Regions from separate parts of the Mus musculus genome. Here region 2 is linked to region 1. A link is a contact called in public HiChIP or PLAC-seq data. All regions are on one chromosome and are shown on one strand. The core of a region is the stretch at or near the end of the contact, and the rest is flanking DNA. Distances in the headings are between cores, read along the strand shown. Region 1 overlaps Gab1 (growth factor receptor bound protein 2-associated protein 1). Region 2 overlaps Gm31223 (predicted gene, 31223).

Region 1 (5,785 bases), core at 759-3,258:
TAAGCGAAGTAAACCCTTTCCTTTCCAGGCTGCTTTTGGTTGAGGTGTTTGAGCACAGCCATAGAAAGCCTAAGATGCTGGGATTCCTCACCTGGAAACCCACGCTCACCTCGTGGTTCTGTTCTAACTTTAAAAGTAATTAGTTTCAAAGTTTGAGACTATGCAAACTTTATGTTTATATACAAAAGATTTACCCTTTGTAAAAGTGACAATATATAAAACGTATGAACATATATAATAGAAGTCTTTTGATTGGCAACAATTAATTAGAATAATTATTTTAATTGGCTATTATTCATAGCTATTGAATCAGTACAATTTTCAAATAATCAACTTTTATCCCCACTTAAAAAAAAAAACCAAACCAACCTCTGAAACAGTCTTCTCTTTTTATTTGAAGTGAGGTCAACTATTTTTGCAACTAACTTGAGTTTATCTACTTGTGATATAGATTGAGGGTGTACCTGATTGTCCTTGATCTCCCAGGCCGCATAGGACAAGAAAGGCTGTGGCAGTGAAGGAAACGGAGCCAGATGGCCCCCATCAAGGGTGCCAAACCTCCAGCAGGGATGGATGCCACACCAGACAGACAGGGCAGGAAAATCACTTCTTCAAGTAGATTTTGCCACTGCTGCACCTGGTGCGGGGAGTAAGCGTGTAGATTGTTAAGGTCCACTGGGCAAGCGAGGAAGAGGTAAGGACACCGGCCACGAGGCCAGGACTGGGGGTTGGCAGTCCTTGGGCTCTCTGATGAAATCCACTTGGCATTCTCATAGTTTTTCAAAGGAATCTGGGTAAGGCATTTAATCTTGTGTTATTGGTTTAGTTGGCTCTTAAAGGAGAGTCATAATTAAACCAGAGCCATCTGCCAGTGAATCTTAGAGGTGCTTTTCAGTTTGAAAGTTGAAACCCAGAGTCACAAAGCCATCTCTTAAGCATCGGCCTACAGTTGACTGCATGTTGCTGTGGTTTGTTTTTTCCACCAAGGGAGTTGATTTGGGAGAAAGAATGTGGTTAAGAATTCTATGTCCCCAAAGACATCTGTACAACTGCTCCCAAACTTCGTTTCTAAAAGTGACAATAGTAACACTTATTTTAAAGGTAAGAGGGAGGTTGCGTGTTAAAGCATAGCACTGACTTGGCCTCTCCGAGATATTAGAGACTTTGCTATTAATAAATCATGGCGAGTCACGAGATTCCACGGTGTGGAACTGTGCTTGGATCACTGGGGTTCGTTAAATAAAGTTACTTTTCCTTTCTGAGTCAATTACAGTCTCCTGCCCAGAACTACGCACGGAAATGCAAGTCTTTATGAAAGATCTCCAAAGCCCATTGAACTAAACAACAAACCCACTTTGGTTTATTTGCTCTCCCCCTCCCTCTCTCCATCCTTCCCTACGTCTCTCTGTCCCTCCTGCTCCTTCCTCCAGCCCAGGTGATTCCTTCCAGCTTGTTTCTCTTGTCATTCTGAAAGCTGGCCTGACCTTCGCAGTCAGATAATTCTAATTTCAGCTCAAGAAAAGGGAGACGGTCTTGATTTGTGTGGCCGTCTGCATTCATGCCCAATTATACACAACAGTCATTTGTCCATGGCTGCAGGGGAGGCTGGGAGATACACACGTGTTCTGTTAGCGTAGAGTAGGGATGAGGGATCGGTGGTGCCAATCGTGTCACCTGTACTTGCAAATAAATCATGTTGAGACATAGCCATGCCCTTGGCCTGTGGAGGGTCTGTGTCTCCTTTCATATAGCACAGTGAATGAGCTCAGTTCCCTGAGACCATATAGACTTCAAAGCACACCACATTTACTGTCTCGCCCTTTTCAGACGCTTGCTGACATTTGCTAGGGAAAATGGAGAAATGAAATTATAAGAGTCACCAAGAGTTTGTGCCACACTTTGCAGCTTAGTAAACTGTGAGCCATTGCCATAGCTGGGACTTTGTGCTTCTGAAGAGTGGTAGCCAACAGAAAGCACGGTTGATTTGAAGTAACGCTTGAAGAAGCACTGTTCAGAGATGGATTTTTGGAGCAAAGCAGGAAGTTATTGGTGAGGGTGAAGAGAGTATAAAACGTTGTTTAGAGGAGCTAGAGAAATGAACACTTGCCACTCTTCCAGAGGATCTGAGTTCAGTTCCCAGCACCCACATCAGGCAGCTTACAACTGATTGGACTTTATCTCCTAGGGATCCAATGCCTTTCTGTAGCCACTGTGGGTAAACACACACACACACACAGGATTTTTTAAAAGCTTTCATGTGAATTTCTGCTTTTAAGGCGACAGGCCATATTTCAAGCGTATCCTCATCTCCTGCATCCCACAGATTGTTCTGTGTTTTTTCTTTGCTTTCTTCATGACTGGGGCAGAAGAGGGATACATCCATAGGAGGGCATAGACGGTATCTCCACTCTGCAGCTGGGTTCATTTCCCCAACTTCAGGGTGTGCCAGGGAGCAGAGCGGCATAAGGAGGATCATAAAAGCTGAGCTCCCTGTGAGTGACAGAGTGCTGCCCAGGCCACTTGGAAGGACAGGACCTTGCCCACAGCTGGTGTCTTGTGTGTCCACAGCCACAGTCAAGGGAAGGGGGGTTTTGATTTGGAGAGACATGATTGGCCCTGTGAGCTGCCTCTTCTTTCCTTAGTCTGTATAACCACGCATACAATGAGGAGACTAATAGATAATGAGAGACTTGCTCCTGCTGTCAAAGACCTCCCGTCCTTCACTCAGCTCATATTGATTAAAACCTGGTGAGCTTGGCCACAGCATTGGAAAGACAGGTGGACGACCAGGAACTTCTAAAAGGATCAGCAGGAGAGAGAGACCCCGAGATGGGGTGCTGGGGTTTCCGCTGAGTCCACTGTGCTGCTTGAAGCATAAATACAAGGGGGCTTCCAGACCCCTGTGACAGAGGGACACCTGTCTGATAACGGAGGAAAGCAGAGGTCTGGTTCCTTATGCTTTGGTGACTGGAGCTGTTGAAGAACAAAAGCAGATTAATGTAGAATTTTTCTCAAGCTTGACTTAGGATAACAACAAGATGGACTTTTGCTAATGTGCATCCAGCCCCTGGCAGAACACTCTGGAGACAGTCAGTGCTCAGTACATGTTTGTTGAGTGAATAAATTAGGTGGATTTTGGCACTTAATTATCAGAGCTTTCTAGAAGATGAAAGGATTCCCTAGCAGAATGATGTTTTTACAGAGAAAAAGGCAAAAGGCTCTTATCCTCCAGGAGCCCCTCCTTCACTCTCTCATCTTCCACATGTTCATGTCTCACTGGCCCCTCCTGCTTTCAGGACTTTGGGAGAGTAATGGCGTGTAGCCGCCTTTTATCAGGAGAGCCTGTGTTATTTAACCACGCTTCATGGCCCCTTTGTAGCCGACACAGATGGCAGAATGAGTTCGTTTTTAATAATCTAGGTTTTATAGGAATGAACTGTGGTGTGAACTGCTTGGCCTTCCATGAGACGAAGTAGAATCTTGTCTGTCTGACTATCTATTGTTTTTGTGTGTGTGTGTGGTTTTTCGAGACAGGGTTTCTCTGTGTAGCTCTGGCTGTCCTGGGAATCGCTCTGTACACCAGGCTGGCCTCGAACTCAGATATCTACCTGCCTCTGTCTCCTGAGTGCTGGGATCAAAGGCGTGCGCCACCACCACTCAGCAACCTCCACAGAATTTCTGAACAGTAAAAAACGTTTCCTTCTGAAGCTGCTTCCTTCAGAGTTTTTGAGTTTTACATAAATCTGCTGTAATAGTTAGATTACGGAACTGGTGAAATGGCTTAGCAGGTAAAGGTGCTTACCAGTGCGTGCAGCAAGGCGTGCGTGCAGCAAGGCGTGCGTGCACGTGCACAGGAGTGGACACACATAGCCTTATAATGTAATAAAAAGTAAGCAGTACATTAAGTGTATTTGTGAACAAGTCAAATATAAATCCCTTAATTCTAAGCTAATGTTTCTGGCCCAGATCCATGAGAGAGTCCACAGAGGAAAAATGTCAGAGAGAAACTCTGTGTAACAAGGAACTTTCCCTGAGGACACAGCATCTGCAGTCACTGGCTGTTTGTGCTCTGCACCACGCAGGCCTGCAGTTGATCATTGTACCAGACTGCACTACTATTGAGGGGACAATAAGACATCCAGCCCATCATGTCCCTGTCTTTATTTCAAAGCAGGGAACAATAGCAGCTCTTGTGCCCAAAACTCACGCATGAGATAGTCCATGGGACACACCTGGGACAGCCTCACATGTAGTAAGGTACTGCTCCCAGCCACGACGGCTGAACAGAGACTTCAAAATCTGACCCAAAGCAGCTAAGACTGCTTTGCCTGCTGCCCCAATGGGGAGGATCTTGCTGGCATGCACTGTAGCGTGCCGCTTGCAGGCATTCTAGTTCCTCCCACCCGTTGCTCCAGCTCCCAGCCTCTGGTAGAGCCATCTTCATGGTAGGAGCTAGGGTGTGCTATGCCTGTGTCTCAGCTGGAGGCAGAGGGTGGCCTGGGAAGTCAAACTGCTGACAGTGTTCATGGCACAACTTGTGTATTTTTAGGAATTTGTGTGTCTCTGATGAGGCAAGCTGTTTACTTCCTACTTAATGTCTAACCTGAATTCTAGGCCTGAATCTAGAAAAGGTACATTTTTGCCATGCTGTGTCTGTTGAGAGACTCGGGTTATCGGTCCACAATTGACTGCCAGAGAGACTGGGAAGTATCCCTGCCACCTGGATTTTTGTATGTCCAGTTACTGCACATTCTCAGTGTAGGAAATATTTATTAAAACAGCATTTCGGGTAAGGATTTAGATGTCAGGACAAGGAATCGCAGAGCTGTGCCACAGGCCCTGTATCTCCCATGAGATAATAAATCCTTCGAATATTGAATTTAAACTTGGGGAAATTTTTGGATTACAGTGACTCTCAGCATGTCTATAATCCTGGGAATTGGAGGTGAGATGCAAAATTTGAGGGCACCCTCAACTGCATAGGGGATACAAGGCTAGCTTGGGCTACATGAGACCCTGCTTCCGAAAGGATAGCCCAAAAGGACTAAGGATGGCTGTGAGCACTTGAGTCTTTCTAAAGTCATGTCTAAAATATTGCTTAGGTGGTATAGCCTGTATCTCCTCCATTGTGCTGTTGAGTTTTAGAATGATTTTATTCTTCCTGACTGTGATTGGACTACTAGTTGTTCCCCAATGCCCTTAGCCTCTTAACGATTACTGGTGTATGTGGCTGTATGTGTTGTGAACTCTTTGGCATCCCCATGTAAGAGAGGACATGCGACACTTACCTTCCCATGCTAGACTAACTAGACATAACATTAACTAATTAGTTAACTTAATTAACTTCCAGCTCCATCAGTTTCAGTGCCTATCATAGGCTATCATTTTAGTAACTGAATAATATTCCATTGCATACATCCTGAAATTGATATGTCATTTTTCCATATCCATCACACCAATGGTCATCTAAATTGATTACACATCTTGTGAATTGTGCTGCCACATACACAAAGTAACAACAAGGATGGAGACATTGATGACCCTGACTGTGTCAGTACACATCGTATACATCGTATGCATGCGTCGAAACATTGCGCTGTACCCTACAAACACATAGGATTATTACATTTTTTTTCTTTTTTTTCAGGATTATTACATTAATTGAAAGAAATGTAATGCTTAAGGAGTACATATTTTACTACTATGATTTGATCATTATTGGCTGTCTCCAGCTATCAAACTGTAGCTCTGAACATGTACAATTAACGTAATAACTAGGAGAGTG
Region 2 (5,554 bases), core at 1,306-3,805, 150 kb before region 1:
GCATCATTTGCATGTCTCACATCTGATTGGTTATACTCTCAATACCTTACAGAACCTCATTATCATGCCTGGGCCAGGCAGTGTCTTTGCAAAAAACTTTACTGCATATGTACACATAGGTTGTTTGTCCAATCTTATGCATGGTGGCCAGCAGTAGTCAGTGCCACTCAGCAACGGTACATGTGGCTTCCCACATTTTATGATGGTGTTATCTACAGAAATATTTTCTTTTCACATACTAGCCCTTAAGTGCTGTCCTGCTATACATGAGGATTGGATGCTCTTTCTGTGCCCAGCACCATTTTAAAAAAAAAAAAAATGGTACAACTTGTCCAGTTACCTGAAGTCACCACTTCGCTACTTCTTTTGTTCAAGATGTATACGTTACATAGTATTGTCTATATACTCTAGAGCACTTTTAAGATGTATACATTACATAGTATAGTCTGTATATTCTAGCGCACTTTTAAGATGTATACGTTACATAGTATAGTCTATATACTCTAGAGCACTTTTAAGGAAGTGTTTCAAAGGCAATAAGATTTGTATGTAGCGTCTTTTCTCAAAAATGCTATTCTGTAGGGCCTGAGGTCTGTAGTTCAGCTTGCAGAGTGCTTTGTCTAGCAGGCACAAATCCCTGGGTTTTATTCCCAGCACCCATCTTTAAACCAGTCTTTAATGGTCCACATCTTTAATCTCAGTGCTTGGGAGGTAGGAGCAAGAGGATCAGGAAGAAGTTCAGGTCATCGTCACCAACATAGAAGTTCAGAATCAGCCTGGGACAAATAAAATCAGGTCTTAATCTGCTTTATATATTTCACTGCTATCAACAGTGTTTCTGTTGAGTTTGGATTTCTGAAACTATTCCTGAGGTGCAAAAGGTGAGGTTATTTATGTTTTAAAACACCCAAGAAGTGTGAAGTTACTAAAGCTTGAGGGACGTCATAAGTCAGGATTAGAAAACACTCTAAATGAAAGTTAATTATTTTACCAAGTCCTTTGTTAGAAATGAATGGACCTCAAAATGAATAGAGGATTTCTTTTTACAAAAGGATTCAAAGTAAACGGTGCTTTAAAAAAAATGCTTATTAAACTGCAACTTTCCCAGGCAAAGAAGAAATTCCTACAGAAGTAATTTTCAAAGACAAGAGAACTGACATTTCTATAAAATCAACAATCTAAGTTTCAGGCATTCAGAAGTTATGTAAAACCTTTAGCCCCGATGTTACATAACCAGTGTGGCTTTAACATTAAAAATAGAATCTAAGAAGTCAGCCAAGTGTATTGCCAGCTCTCTCAATGTCTGTTATGGCCTGCAGTTGTTTTTCCTCTTGATATATTTTGCCTTGTGTACTACACAGCAACACACCCTTCTGCATTGATTTGGGGTATGAAAACATAGGCTTTCATTTGTTGTTTTCACATTCCACTAATGTTAAAATCACTTGGAAGCTGGGTATACAGTCCCATACCTTTAATCCCAGCCCTCAGGAGGCAAAGGCAGATGGATCTCTGAGGTCAAGGCCAGTGTGGTCTACATTGGGAGTTCCAGGACAGCCAGGGCTATGAAGAGAGTCCCTGTCTCAAAAAAACCACAAATCAGTTGGGAAGTTTTTTTTTTTTTTAAGTACTCCAGGTTCAGGCCTCCCTCAATCCAGACTAATGTAGCACTGGGCATCTGCATTTGAGGATGCAGTTTTAATAAGAAAGCTGCTTGAGAGCTGCTTGGGGCCAAGGTGGGGGTATTAATCCTTCTTCCTAGGGCTTTTCCCTAGGAAATTAGTACAATGCTAAGTGTTGTCTGTGTGCTGCATAGTGGGTGTCTGCCCATAAACATCAGAATGAGTATTTTTCCACATCTTAAAAATTAGTTGATAATCAAAACTGGAGGAGCAGTGACAGAAGGAAATAGACTTTCCCAGAGCACACATTAGTAAAGGCTGGAGGTAAGCCCCATGGAGCATTTCTAGTGGGCCTGGTCCTGCTGCCCTCTACTCTTCTCCCTGCTTTCCATGACTAGTTCCTGGTCAAGGAAGAGAAGGCTTAGCAGTAGAAGGGAAACTTTGAAAGAGTCTGATTCTACTTCATTTATTGTGTGGCTAATAGAACAAAATCCAATAAACATTGAGGAAAGTAAATTCATAGTGATCAAAATTATCATTCAAAGTCAGGAAGACATGTTTCCACTCACAAGTGAAAACCGATTAGATCCAAAAAATGAATGGAAAAGAGGGAAGCTGCAAACTAAAAACTTAAATGTAAAGGAAATCATGTGGAGAGAAATGGAAGATCCAAGGATTAACTGAGGCCTGAGACTAAGCTCACACCAAGGCCACCGCTATCTTGTTACTTAGAAGCAGTGATGGAGAAAACCCTAAACACAGCTAGAGGAGAACATACAGAAAACCAAGTTCAGCAGACTCTCCTGCCCCCAGGCCACCTTTGCATGAAGCTAAACTGAAACACTAGTCCCTGCTGACTTACATACTCAGTTTTTATGCTACTATGGCATCCTTGAGTGCTTGTGGCAAACTGTCAGTAGCATAGTTATCAGAGTACTTTACAGAAAACCTCTGACTCAAAGAATGGGCGATGTCAGAGAGCACTCAAGCTTGAAGGTGGTTATAGGACATCTGTAAAACCTGGAAAGAAAAACTCCAAGTGAATGTAGCCAGGGAAATAGAAGTATTAGTTACTGTTTTTATTGATGGCAAACACAGAACAAGCACCCTGAACAAGGAAGGACTTGCTCTGACTTAGCTTGACAGTGTGGGCCATGGTGAAGGGGAGGCCTGTGTGCAGATGGCTCTGGGCTCTGGTGGCAGAAGCTTGAGACTGCTCAGCTCTGAGGTCTGGGAAGCAGAGACAGAAAAGCAAGTGGCGCCAGCCTATAGATTTTAAGCTTGTCTTTACTCAGGCCCATTTCCTCCTCCTACGCCTTGTAAAGGCTCCACAGCTCGCCCAGAGTACCACCACCTAGGGATCAAGTCGCAAACACATGGGCACCTTACACCCAAGCCATAGATAACATTGGACAAAAAAAACAGCTTTCCTCTGATATTTGTTCTGTGTGAAGAAGCAAAGGTCTTCAGGATGATGGGAAATGCTACCAGGTAGTAACTTACACCTGCACAGAGAGCCAGAAATTCATTTGTGGCCATGCACTTGGTTTAAAGACTGTCCAGGTAAGGAGAGCTTTAGAAAGTCCAAATCCACTGTCCATGTGCAGCCTTTGGGGTGTCGTCCTACATCTGTTGTATGCCAGGCCCACACCACACAGAAATAGGAACACAAACCAAACCAGGAGCTAGCAAGCCACAACCCATTCCTTATAGTTAAAAAAAAAAAAAAAAAAAAAGTTAATCTGATATGGAGAGTAAGGTGTTACCCTTGAGGAAGAAGTGGTCAGAGACAGTCTCTGGGGTGTGTTGTGTGGTAGTTGTATTTTATATGTTTCTTCATTTGCTGGGTTGTTCCTATTGGTGCTTAGTTTATTAATATAAACTCGAAAGAGTTTACAGTTGACAGTTCTTTTGAGTCAAGCCTCCTAAGGTGTAAGACTAGAGGAAAAGGGGCTAGAGAGATGGCTCCACAGTTAAGAGCACTGACTGCTCTTCCAGAGGTCCTGATTTCAATTCCTAGCAACCACATAGTGGCTCACAACCATCTGTAATGGGATCTGATGCCCTCTTCTGGTGTATCTGAAGACAGCTACAGTGTACTCATATACATAAAATAAATCTTTTAAAAAAAAATAGAGGGAAGGAAGAATTTAAGGACTTGGAGGCTGAGTCCAGAGAATCATGAGTACAAGACCAGCCTGGGCTACATGGCAAGCTCTTGTGAGGAGGGAAGGAGAGAGAGTGAAAAAGGAGAAAGGTCAGTGCCCAGTGAAGAGTTGTTTGCAATCTCTATGCTGAGTATCCACTTAAATGTAAGTTAAATAACGTGTCAGTCCCTTGGGTACACTAGCCACAATTTAAGAGGATGTGGTCTCATGAGGCTCGTGGCTACCCACCTTAAAGAACTCAACTCTACATGGTGGTGACAAATTAATCACCTTTTGTCATTTTGTACTTCCTTTACCATCTTGTCCACCGTCAGGGCATTTAAATAATTTAAATTACCTATTTAATTTATTTAAATACATATTTAAATAGTTAATATTTAATAAATGAAGCACTTAAGTAATTTAAATTCTGTAATTATGAAATAGGTGAAAATGCTTAAGGAAAGTATCCTAGGCACCTGTCTTCCAAGGAAATGTCCAGTTCAGTTCAGAGACTAGACCATATATGAGTTCCAACAGAGAAACAATATTGATAGCTTTGCCATGGCTAACACAGCAGACCAATAAACTTACTTTTTAATGCTGCTGCTATTGGCAGCTTATTTTCAATCTTTCCATGGCTATAATAAAGGAAATAACTAACAAAATGTGCTTGACCCCAAAAGAACACCATGTCTTCCTTGGAAGTTTATTTTTATTTCTTAATTTTGGGTCATCCTCTTTCCTCCACTCCCTTCCAAGGACCCTAGTTTATTGAGATGAACAAGAACAGAGGTGAGCATTTTTCAGGATGTTGCCTTGTGGTTTAGATGGTCTCAATATCAAAACAACAGAACATTCCAGGGCAGAGCTCTGAAGTCATTTCATCTCTCTAGCACAGTGTGTGCTTGGCTAAGCCAGGACACATTTACAAATCATACTCGTGTTTTTGACAACTTCTATTTCCACAGAAATCCATTTTCAGGTGTGAAAGACAAGCTTGACCTTAACTTGGTAATGCCAGGAGCAGTCTGTTCTCAAGCCGCGATCCAGAGTTAATGGGGAAAATGCTGAGATCTAGACTTACAACATGGAAAACCAACTTGTCACTGAAATTGATGATATGCCTCCATAGGTCTGTGCTGGACAGTTTCTTTCCCTGGATGTTTTCTGCCCTCTTAGATTCTCCAACAGCAGAAGCAATTTCATAAGCAGATCAGCTAGTAGACAAAGGTGTGTTGCTTTCCTTGGTATAGCTAAGCACAATAATAACAACAACAACAACAACTTGCCTTTCCAGCCAATGAAATGACTCAATAAATAAAGGCATTTTCCACAAAGTGTAACAGCCCAAGTCCAATCGTTGGGACCTACATGGTAGGAGAGAAGAACTAACTCTTGAAAGTTGTCCTCAGACCATGACACCCAAATGACATGGCTACACACACACACACACACACACACACACACACACGCGCGCGTGCGCGCGCGCGTCTAATAAAATTTTAAAGCTTGTCTCCCAGCTTGGACCATCTTCCCTTAAGCCCCAGCAAAATCAGAAGAAAACATTCTAAGCTAAACTTAGATTCTTTCTTTGGGCATTGTCTGGAATATTCTCCTTAGTCTTCATTGAGGTAGCTGGCTTTCAATAATTAGGTCAGCAGTTGTCTGGAACAGTAATTTATTCTGCTTCCATTGGCATGTAATATTAAACCACTATAGTTAGGCATTTACAAGTATACAACAAGCTAAGCATGTATTAAGTATTACTGACAAGATAGTAGA

What was found. HiChIP or PLAC-seq counts read pairs in DNA pulled down with a chosen protein or histone mark.
Region 2: an H3K27ac HiChIP or PLAC-seq map of embryonic stem cells shows a contact between it and region 1, with 5 read pairs. The contact joins two enhancer-like sites. A contact is called at or near these places in 6 of 484 Hi-C or Micro-C datasets (cerebral cortex, cortical neurons, granulocyte-monocyte progenitors and 3 more), 2 of 115 datasets of contacts at active chromatin or transcription factors (embryonic stem cells and large pre-B cells) and 2 of 9 other capture datasets (adipose tissue and embryonic stem cells).

The regions. Positions count from the first base shown.
Region 1 is chr8:80,822,099-80,827,883 of GRCm38.p6, reverse strand. All of the region lies in intron 1 of Gab1 (growth factor receptor bound protein 2-associated protein 1), which reads left to right. It overlaps Gm51580 (a long non-coding RNA gene), which reads right to left. Exons shown (of 3, transcript XR_003947572.1): 3 at 5,475-5,785. Among named protein-coding and RNA genes, the nearest start is that of Gm51580, 11 kb to the right of the region's middle. Within about 2 kb of position 2,008, at least 8 of the 459 cell types and tissues checked have an H3K27ac peak or open chromatin away from gene starts, as enhancers often do.
Region 2 is chr8:80,973,177-80,978,730 of GRCm38.p6, reverse strand. All of the region lies in intron 2 of Gm31223 (predicted gene, 31223), which reads right to left. Among named protein-coding and RNA genes, the nearest start is that of Gm31223, 27 kb to the right of the region's middle. Within about 2 kb of position 2,555, at least 18 of the 459 cell types and tissues checked have an H3K27ac peak or open chromatin away from gene starts, as enhancers often do.